Linked DNA regions of Hordeum vulgare: region 2 is linked to region 1. A link is a contact called in public Hi-C data. All regions are on one chromosome and are shown on one strand. Each heading gives the region's core, a stretch centred on a gene start, on an enhancer-like site or on the middle of the called end of the contact. The rest is flanking DNA. Distances are from core to core; before and after follow the strand shown.

Region 1 (4,332 bases), core at 587-3,086:
ATAAAGCGTATGATTACACACAAGATAAAGTCATCCAAAATATCAAGGTTTTGAAACCAAACGAGAGCAAATAAATCAAAAGCTCTCTCTCTCACATGAAGTCTATGATCTATATATTTCTCCCCCTTTGACAACAAGTTACCAAAAAGTTCAAAAAGTATAGAGTTACTCGTTCCTTGAGTAGCTAATGATGGGGTTGACAGAAGAGCGTCCGCGAAGTCTTGTGCAGAATGTCTTGGAGCTGGAGGAGTGGATACTGGAGGTGCATAAGTTGATGCTGGAGATGGAGCTGAAGGTGCATATGCTTCGTGACGCCCTCGATTTGATCGTACGCTAATCATACACGTAAATGTGTACGACCAAGCTCAAGGACTCACGAGAAGATATCACAACAAAACTCTAGCACAAATAAAAACATACAAGCTTCATATTACAAGCTAGGGGTATCGAGGGCTAGAATACAGAAGCTCGATAAACTCACGAGTTAGCGGAAGCAACAAATATCGGAGTACACACATGAAACATGATAATGTCTTAGAGAAGGCTAGCACAAAAGATACAACAATCAAACGAGGTGAGGCCTCCTGTCTGGGAACCTCCTTAACTACTCCTGGTAGTCACCGCCTTCCACGTAGTAGGCACCGTCGGGATAGCAGTCGGCGGCGGGGGGGAACACCATCTCCTAGGCTCCATCATCTGGTCGGAGCAATGGATCGAGGGGAAAAGGGGGAGCAAACCAACGGTGAGTACTCATCCAAAATAATCGCAAGACTGACATCAGAACTATGCTAAGTTATGCATCACCGGACAACTACACTACAACGCTAACATCAGAGTACGTAACGAGGTATCACCCTCGGTACTCGATAGTAGCTCTGCAACTTTATACAACTAAGGGGGGTGTGAGTGTGGTGTCGGGTCTTGGCTCGTCGATCAATTGATCGAGACTTGATGATAAAGCGAGGGCAACTGGACTAAGGGGGCAAGGGGATGACTGCTCCACCTATACTAAACAGTTTTAAGGTGCAGTAGAATAATGTAGCAGTTTTATCAAAAACAGGCTATGCATCAGATATAGGAGCTAACTACAACAGTAGCAAAATTCTAATGCAAACATGAGGGAGAAAGAATAGGTGATATAGGAATGATCAAGGGGGTTTGCTTGACTGGTTGCTCTGCAGACAAAAATGGATCCTCGACCGGGAAGTAGTTGATCACCGGATCATCATCGGTCTCGGGGTCTACTGGAAAGGAAGTAGCGTAGCGGAAACACAATAAATAACAGGGCAATCAAATGCATCACAAAATATGACATGGGGAAATGTAGCGCTAGGCATGAGTTAATGCAGTACTATACGTCATTGCTAGGGACACGTGACATACGAACGAACATCGTATCCGGGGTCGCCTCGTTTTTTTGGTCAACTTTGATGTTCAAAATATTTTCATTGGAGTTATGGTTTAATTTCTATGGTTTTACAAAGATTTAACAATATTTAGGAATTATTTAAGTAAAAAATAAATAGGGTATTCTTTTCTCAACTAGTGCAACTGAAGCCATAGTCTATAACAGTGAGATCAGGGTCCAGTGAGCATGCCTTGTGAGCAGTTGACGAGTTAAAGTGTGACTCGTCAACAAGGTCAATGGACCCACGTGTCATAGACTAGCCAGATTAATTAAGCTAATTAGTTAGACCACGAATTAATTAATTAATTAAACATTTTATTTTTTAAAATCTTTTTTTAATTAAAAGGAATCGACCCCACATGTCATATATTATACCTAAACAAATACATATATCTAACTTATTTAATTTGGGGGCCTACATGTCATTGGGCCAAGGCTATCTAAAATAAATAATTAAACTACTAACTAAAGGGGCCCTACTTGGCCTAGACTAATTAGCACCTAATCTAACATAAATTAATAAGCTCACGGCCGGCCGGTGGCACAGCCGGCCGTGGCTGTGCAGACACACGCAAACCGACTCACACACCACACACACGAGGCACACCCGTGGGCTGGCCATGGCCATGGCTAGCGGCAGAAGCAGCCGCTGGTAGCAGCATGCAACAGCAGCAACGACACCTAGCAGGAGCGGCAGCGGTAGCGGAGGGGCAGCAACAGCGGCGCACTAGCAGTAGCAGCAAGCAGCGCTAGCCGACGGCAAGCATCAACGGCGAGTACCATGTAGAGCAGCAGCGACGCAGCTAGCAAGATGCAGTGGCAAGCAGCAACGGCTGCACTCGGCAAGAAGAGCAGACAGGGGCGGCTGCGAGTGACACAAGCGGACTCAGCCAGGCTGCAGCGAGGCCACGCACGAGTGCACGCGCACAGCAGCAGCAGCAGCAACAACATCTCCGGGCGGCGGCGGCAAGCGGCATTAGCAACCCACATCAGCAGCAGGCAGGCGCAGCAGGGAGCGACAGGACCTAGAAGCGGTGGTGGCGGCGAGCAGTGCGCGGGCGAGGCCGGCATGCGATTAGCGCGGCCAGGGCGCATGGCGGGGCGAGGTCATGGCCACAGCGGAGGGTCGATCGGCCGAAGAAGTGGCCAGGGACGGGGGCGCGGGAGCGAGGGGAGGGGGCGCCGGACCGGAGGGAGAAGGAGGAGGTGGGGGGCTCACAATCCAGTGTAGAAGGTGGCAGAGGGCGCGAGGGCGACGGGGTCGGGGAGGCGGCGAGGAAGGAGGGTCCGGCGAGGTGGCACCGGTGTGGGCGGGCGCCGGTGACGGCGAACGACAACGCGGGGTCGGGGGCGAGACGCCGATGTGGAGGGGGCGGGGGGCTCTGCTCCTCTCTGCGTGGTGTGTTGCGGCGTGAGCAGAGGGGCATGGGAGGAGGGATCCAGTGGGGGCTGGGTTGGCGCTAGGGTTCCGAGGGGGCGCCGGAGGGTGGTAGTAGGGGGGTTTGGGGCCCGGATGGCCTCCACGCATCCATGACGGACATGGATGGCTGCCACGCATCCCCCGTCTGCTGTAGCGAGGAAGAAGGAGAGGTGAGGTGGGCTGGGCTGGCCAATTGGCTAGATGGGTCAAAATGCCCAGTAAACTATGCCTCTTTCATTTTATTTTATTTATGTGCCTTATTTTATAGTTTCGGTGTTGTATTTATTTGATGTATCAATTGAATTTTTTCACTCATGGTATTTGGCATACAATTACTAGACAATATTTCTAAGTTCCATGAAAATTTGGGGCCATTTGGAAAGGTTTAAACATTTTTAGAATTTAACATGATCTAGTTGTTTGCGGTTGAACAACTTATCAATTTCCTAGGGTTTATCTGTGAGTCAAATGATGCTTGTTTCAACATGAAAATTACTTAATCAATATTTTCAACTCAGCCAACATTTTTATTTTACTGTTTGATGAAATGATTTATTTGACTTTACTTTTGATTTGAAATTGGCTTTGATTTTTATCAAGTGGGAACTTAACTTAGTTAAACTCGATGACATGGCACCATTAGTGTGTTGTTACTATAGCTTAACTACCGGGGCGTCACAACTCTCCACCACTAAAAGAAATTCTCGCCCCGAGAATTAAGAGGTAGAGGTAAGGGGGAAACGTTTAGATACAAGATTCTAACGAGTCTTCTTGTCTCGGTTGCTCTTCTTGAAGAAGTTGATCCCTTTCGTTGAAGTCTTCAATTCTCTGACTTAGGTCATCCTGATAAATTCATCATCCTTCCTTCGGGATCTTCATCGTACTACAAATGTGATAATAGAGAAAAATGTTGGAAGAACATACCTACACAAAGTTGGGCATCTCACAGAACTCACATAAGAGGATATGAATTATTCCTCAAGTTGTAACTCACATAATTCATTGGGAATAATACGTGATGGTACAAAGGTTTCAAAGATTAGGCAATCGTTTGATGCCTAAACAGATATGAAAAGGGGGGGTTTAGAGCAACGAAATAAATATTGCGTGTGATACAAGAATAGATCGGCCCATTGGACGGTGGCTTGGGAAATTTATACACGAAGCCAAGTGTAAAGGATACTTTAGATTCAAAGATGTACAGGAGAGTGAGGTTTCGATCATGTGAAATTTTGGGTTATGGGCCCATCATGTGGGCCAAGAGTAGGCAGAGCGGTGACATCTTGCACGCTATTGATAGCAAGACATGTCAGAGGATAACCTGTCAGTTATGTTGGCAACAACATCGGTACCAAGGGAGGGGGACGAATAGAACCATGTTCCTGCTCGCTGTAACATGGCGGACCAATAGGCAAGGTTCTCGTCCACCGGCGGCTACCGGAATGTTATCCACAATAGTAACAGGGTCTTACTGACAGAGTTGTTCACCGAGGTTTTTACCTAA
Region 2 (4,188 bases), core at 341-2,840, 110 kb after region 1:
TGGTGTCAGCGTGCACCTCCTCTGCCGCGAAGAGCTCCCACAGTTCCTCTACCACATGCATCTGCACTATTGTTGGACATGTATGATCCTTGCCCCAGCGTTCACCACATTTAAAACGTAGTCCCCGAGAGCGTCTGAAAGAGCGTAACGCTCCGATCTTACTACTCTCTGCTCCCGCTCGCGCTGCCTTTGTGCCCTTATGATCCTCTGATTTGGTTGCAGACGCTGATAGTTTTGCAGTTCCCAACGGAAAAGTTAGAGTGCTGACCCCCATCACGCGTGGCACTGGTGCACGGTTGGGTGCAGCGCACAAGGTGTTCTCCCCATCTGCAACTTCCTCGTGGAGCAGTGCAAGGGAACATGCCGTGTCAAGGTTAGGTGGCCTCTGAATGAGCACCACTACCCGAATATCCGCCCACAGTCCCTCGATGAATTGTGTAAGAAAGAAACACGGGTGTGTCAGTTCAAAGTAAGAGATCATATGATTCATCAAAGTCTCAAAGCGTTCAATGAAATAAGCAACAGATTCAGTCTGACGGATAGCATAAAACTGATGAATGAGAAGTTGGTGTCTGTCACGCCCAAATCGAGTGCAAAGCAGAGCTGTGAATGATTCCCACGCAAGACCAGAGATCTTGCGCCGCACGGATTGCAGCCAAATGGCAGCCAGATCCGAGAAATTCAGGATTGCCATGGGTATCTAGTACGATTCCTGCACGACAAACATTTGAAAATACTACTCTGACAGAGTTTTCAGAGCTGCGGATTCTTGCCAGCGAAGCTGGGAAACGAGATCGGGGATGGAGCTTGCCCCATCACCGCGAGCACTTGTGAAGGAAGTGGAGAGGAATTCGAGGGTAGGGACAAGGTCGTACCTGTGACCGGGGAAACCGCCGGTGACTCCACAGTCACCGTCGGAGGTCCCCTGATATGATGTAACACGTCGTGGCTTGGTTGCCCTTGGATCTCGCATGCGACAAGGGGAGAGGTTGCAAGCGACGCAGATTCGCTGGTGGGCACGGCTTGAAGGTTCCCGACGGAGAGGTCCAACTGAGCGAATCACGCCTTCAACTCTGGCTTCCAGGAGATGAGGGCGTCGATCCATGCGGATTGCGTTGCCACAGCCTTGAGGATGGCCTTGTTGTCGACATCCTGCTTGGCGGCGCGGGCGGCCGCATCGTCGTTCATCTTGTCGAGGTACGCCTTCAGCACCGGATCAATGGTGGCGAAGAAGGCGTCGCACGCGTGCTTTTGGCTGCGGGTTTCCAGTGCGGCAACGGAAGACGGTGGAGACGGTGGGGCGGAGGGTGGTAGGTGGCTAGCTGATACCACGATGTTAGGCACTAGATTGGGATCTAGTATTTCTCTCACAGTTTCATCTCTTGTACATAATGGGGTTACAGAGAGAAGGAAGAAGAAATAAAGTAAAGCCACTGTTGTCGTGCCTTTGCCTGATCCTCATGGATGCCCAACAAGTCGCGTGAGAAAGCTTAAGTACAATTCCACCATTCGGAGCCCACGAACCTGCGGTTGGGTTGCTTGGTCCGAGGTGGCCTTGTGATGACGCGCTTGTGTCCCTAATTGTTGGAAGGGGGTTCCTCCTCTGCCATGTCATCTGCTCGCCCTGACTTAGTGAGGTTGTTGTTTGCTGTAGCCGTCCCTAAGACTCGGTCGCTGAAAGACGTGTAGGAGTCGACCATGGCTGCACGGAGCAGGTCCACCCACTAGCGGCCAGCCGCCATGGCCATGACGAGCATTCCTGCACCAAGCCTCGCCGGTGTTCCCGAGCACCAAGGTACTTCTACTTGTGTGTGTATAAGATTCCTACATGTATTTTTTGTGTTTTTCCAATTAATGCATTGTTATCTCTATGTTAAAACTTAATGGTTTGTCGTGGAATATGACATTTCAGAATGACACCTACTGAACTGAAAATAATCTAGCGACCAATAGTATAATGAATAGTTATTACCGTATCGGTATCACATTGCTCTATGGGTGACTAACACAATAATAAACTAGCAAAATGGAAATCCTTGTTTGGTGTGGGTACCAAGCAGGAGAGTAGTTAACATAGATTGATTATTTGACAGTTGCAGTGTGGCACCACCAGCACATATGATGCAGAGAGTATGTAAAGAGAGAGTAACTCATCAACTGAAGTGAGATACTAATTGCTTTCTTGTGAAAGACGGTCTATTTTGTGGTGTGATATAACTATGATAGCTCTCTGGAGTTTGAATGCCGAAGCCCTAAAAAACCATCAGCGACAGAGTACCTACCATTAAGGAAAAAAGCAAACAAAGGAACAACTCGGGGAATCATAAGCTTATCTTGCTTTTTGAATGTGCATCTCATAACCACAGAAGCTTCTTCTAATTATAGTATGCTTATTTTCGGGAGGTGTTTCTCTGCGAGATATTGTTCTCAAGAAACTACCAAACTATGAATAGAAGAAGTGTTAACAAGGAGCTATTTTGAAACAAGATGAGGAGAGAGCCTCAAGGATTTAAATAGTAAAATAAGAACATGCACGTACATCATTCTGGTTGTTGAATATGATAGTCGTAGCCCGTCAAAAAATATATGATAGCTGATTGATTCTTTGTAAAAGGTGTAGTGACTCTTGAAAAGTTTACCAGGTCTTCCATTTATGTTTTTCAGAAGACAGTCCTAGAGATGTTGCTTTATTTGAATTCTGCTTATTGCGTTTACTTGATTATGTCTCATTTGAGACCTGAATCATCTTCCATGGTTACTAAAAGGTAGCATAGTGGTTGAACCTGATAGTTACCTGAAACCATTGCTTAACATCAAGCCCCCTACTTTTTAATAGGTTTCCACTTTAGGTTACTGAATATATTTTTCTTGCTTGAACTATATCAGCTAGGCAAGTGCTAGAATCGAGGAGCATATGATTTTGCTGCTGCAGTTTTCGTGGTTAGCCTGCTTATCCTTACTGTGTTCTAACTCGGAGGTCGGAGCCAGTTCGCAACCCAATGTTCGAATTTTAATGTTGACGCTGACGATGGACTCAAGCACTCCACCATATTCTTAGTATATGCGGACCGACACCGTTGACGGCTTAGCCAAGCTGCTTTTAAAAGTCATATAACAATTAAGTGCTACATATTTTCATAGATAAATTCGTATGCATTCAAAAAAAAGTAGATAAAATTTGATTTTAATAAGCTAAAATTGAGATTAGAATAGAGAATGGTATACAAAATGTGTAGACAGTATTTGATACATTTACAGAGACAGGTCTGGGCTCGCCGGAGGGCTGTAATGTTGTATGCTTTTGATTGATTAAAATTAACACTTCTGCTCATTCATTATTTACTTTGTACTTGTCAGAAAATATTTATTTTGTACTAATATCATAGCATGTTCAACGGACCCAAGCATAAATGGCCATGGTGCTAGCTGGTAGCACTTGCTAACTAAAGAAGTCTACAAACATTTTATCAAACTAAAAGAGAGTTTCCTACCAACTATTGAGCCTACAAGTTTTAGATCTATGTCTCTAACGCCACTACTCAACTTCATGTCGGTACTTTCCTGTAGAGTATACCTCCATAATTCTCCATCTAAGATAGTACTAAAGTTTGTTCATGATGCTTAGTTTCAGGATATGACAAGCCATCCATATGAGAAATCAAGGGGTTCAAGGCGGATTGAAAAGGAGCTGGAGCAGGTGGTGGATTAAGGATGGAGCTGGAGCAGAGGCGGATTCGAGGGTGCCCCTACATGCGCTAAGAACCAGCAGGAAATTATGAGGCGCTTGTGATCCGGAAGCTGTTGCATTTTCTCCGTCTCTCCATGTAAGCCCTCAACATCACCTCATACCCCCTCCATCCAAATTTAGTAGAGCGAAAGACAATGGTAGCCAACGTCCTCCTCATTCATGACACTTCAATTTTTTGCTTGTTACAGCCCACATCATACACGGTTATGCATTGTGGTGTGCATGCTAAAGTTTAAAATTGCATAAGTGGTTGGGCCAACTGGAAAGAGCATAAATATTGTGTTTTCAGTCACAAGTCTGCTCTCCATTGTCGATAGCTTCAAACTGAATGTGGTGCACATGTGCAAGTCATAAATTTAGTGGAGATGCAAGATGAAAGATGGAGCATGATGCTTCAAATCAGCATAAATTACAAACTTTCTCAGGGAAATCAATACAAC

What was found. A called contact is a pair of places that touch in the nucleus more often than the background predicts.
Region 2: a Hi-C map of leaf shows a contact between it and region 1, with 2.4 times the contacts expected there. The contact joins two enhancer-like sites. A contact is called at or near these places in 2 of 6 Hi-C or Micro-C datasets (leaf and seedling).

What each region holds. Positions count from the first base shown.
Region 1 is chr6H:298,916,150-298,920,481 of MorexV3_pseudomolecules_assembly, forward strand. No RefSeq gene overlaps it. Among protein-coding and RNA genes, the nearest start is that of LOC123406600, 370 kb to the left of the region's middle. Within about 2 kb of position 1,837, at least 1 of the 3 cell types and tissues checked has open chromatin away from gene starts, as enhancers often do. A contact at or near this core is called in leaf, where this site is marked.
Region 2 is chr6H:299,022,666-299,026,853 of MorexV3_pseudomolecules_assembly, forward strand. No RefSeq gene overlaps it. Among protein-coding and RNA genes, the nearest start is that of LOC123406600, 480 kb to the left of the region's middle. Within about 2 kb of position 1,591, at least 2 of the 3 cell types and tissues checked have open chromatin away from gene starts, as enhancers often do. A contact at or near this core is called in leaf, where this site is marked.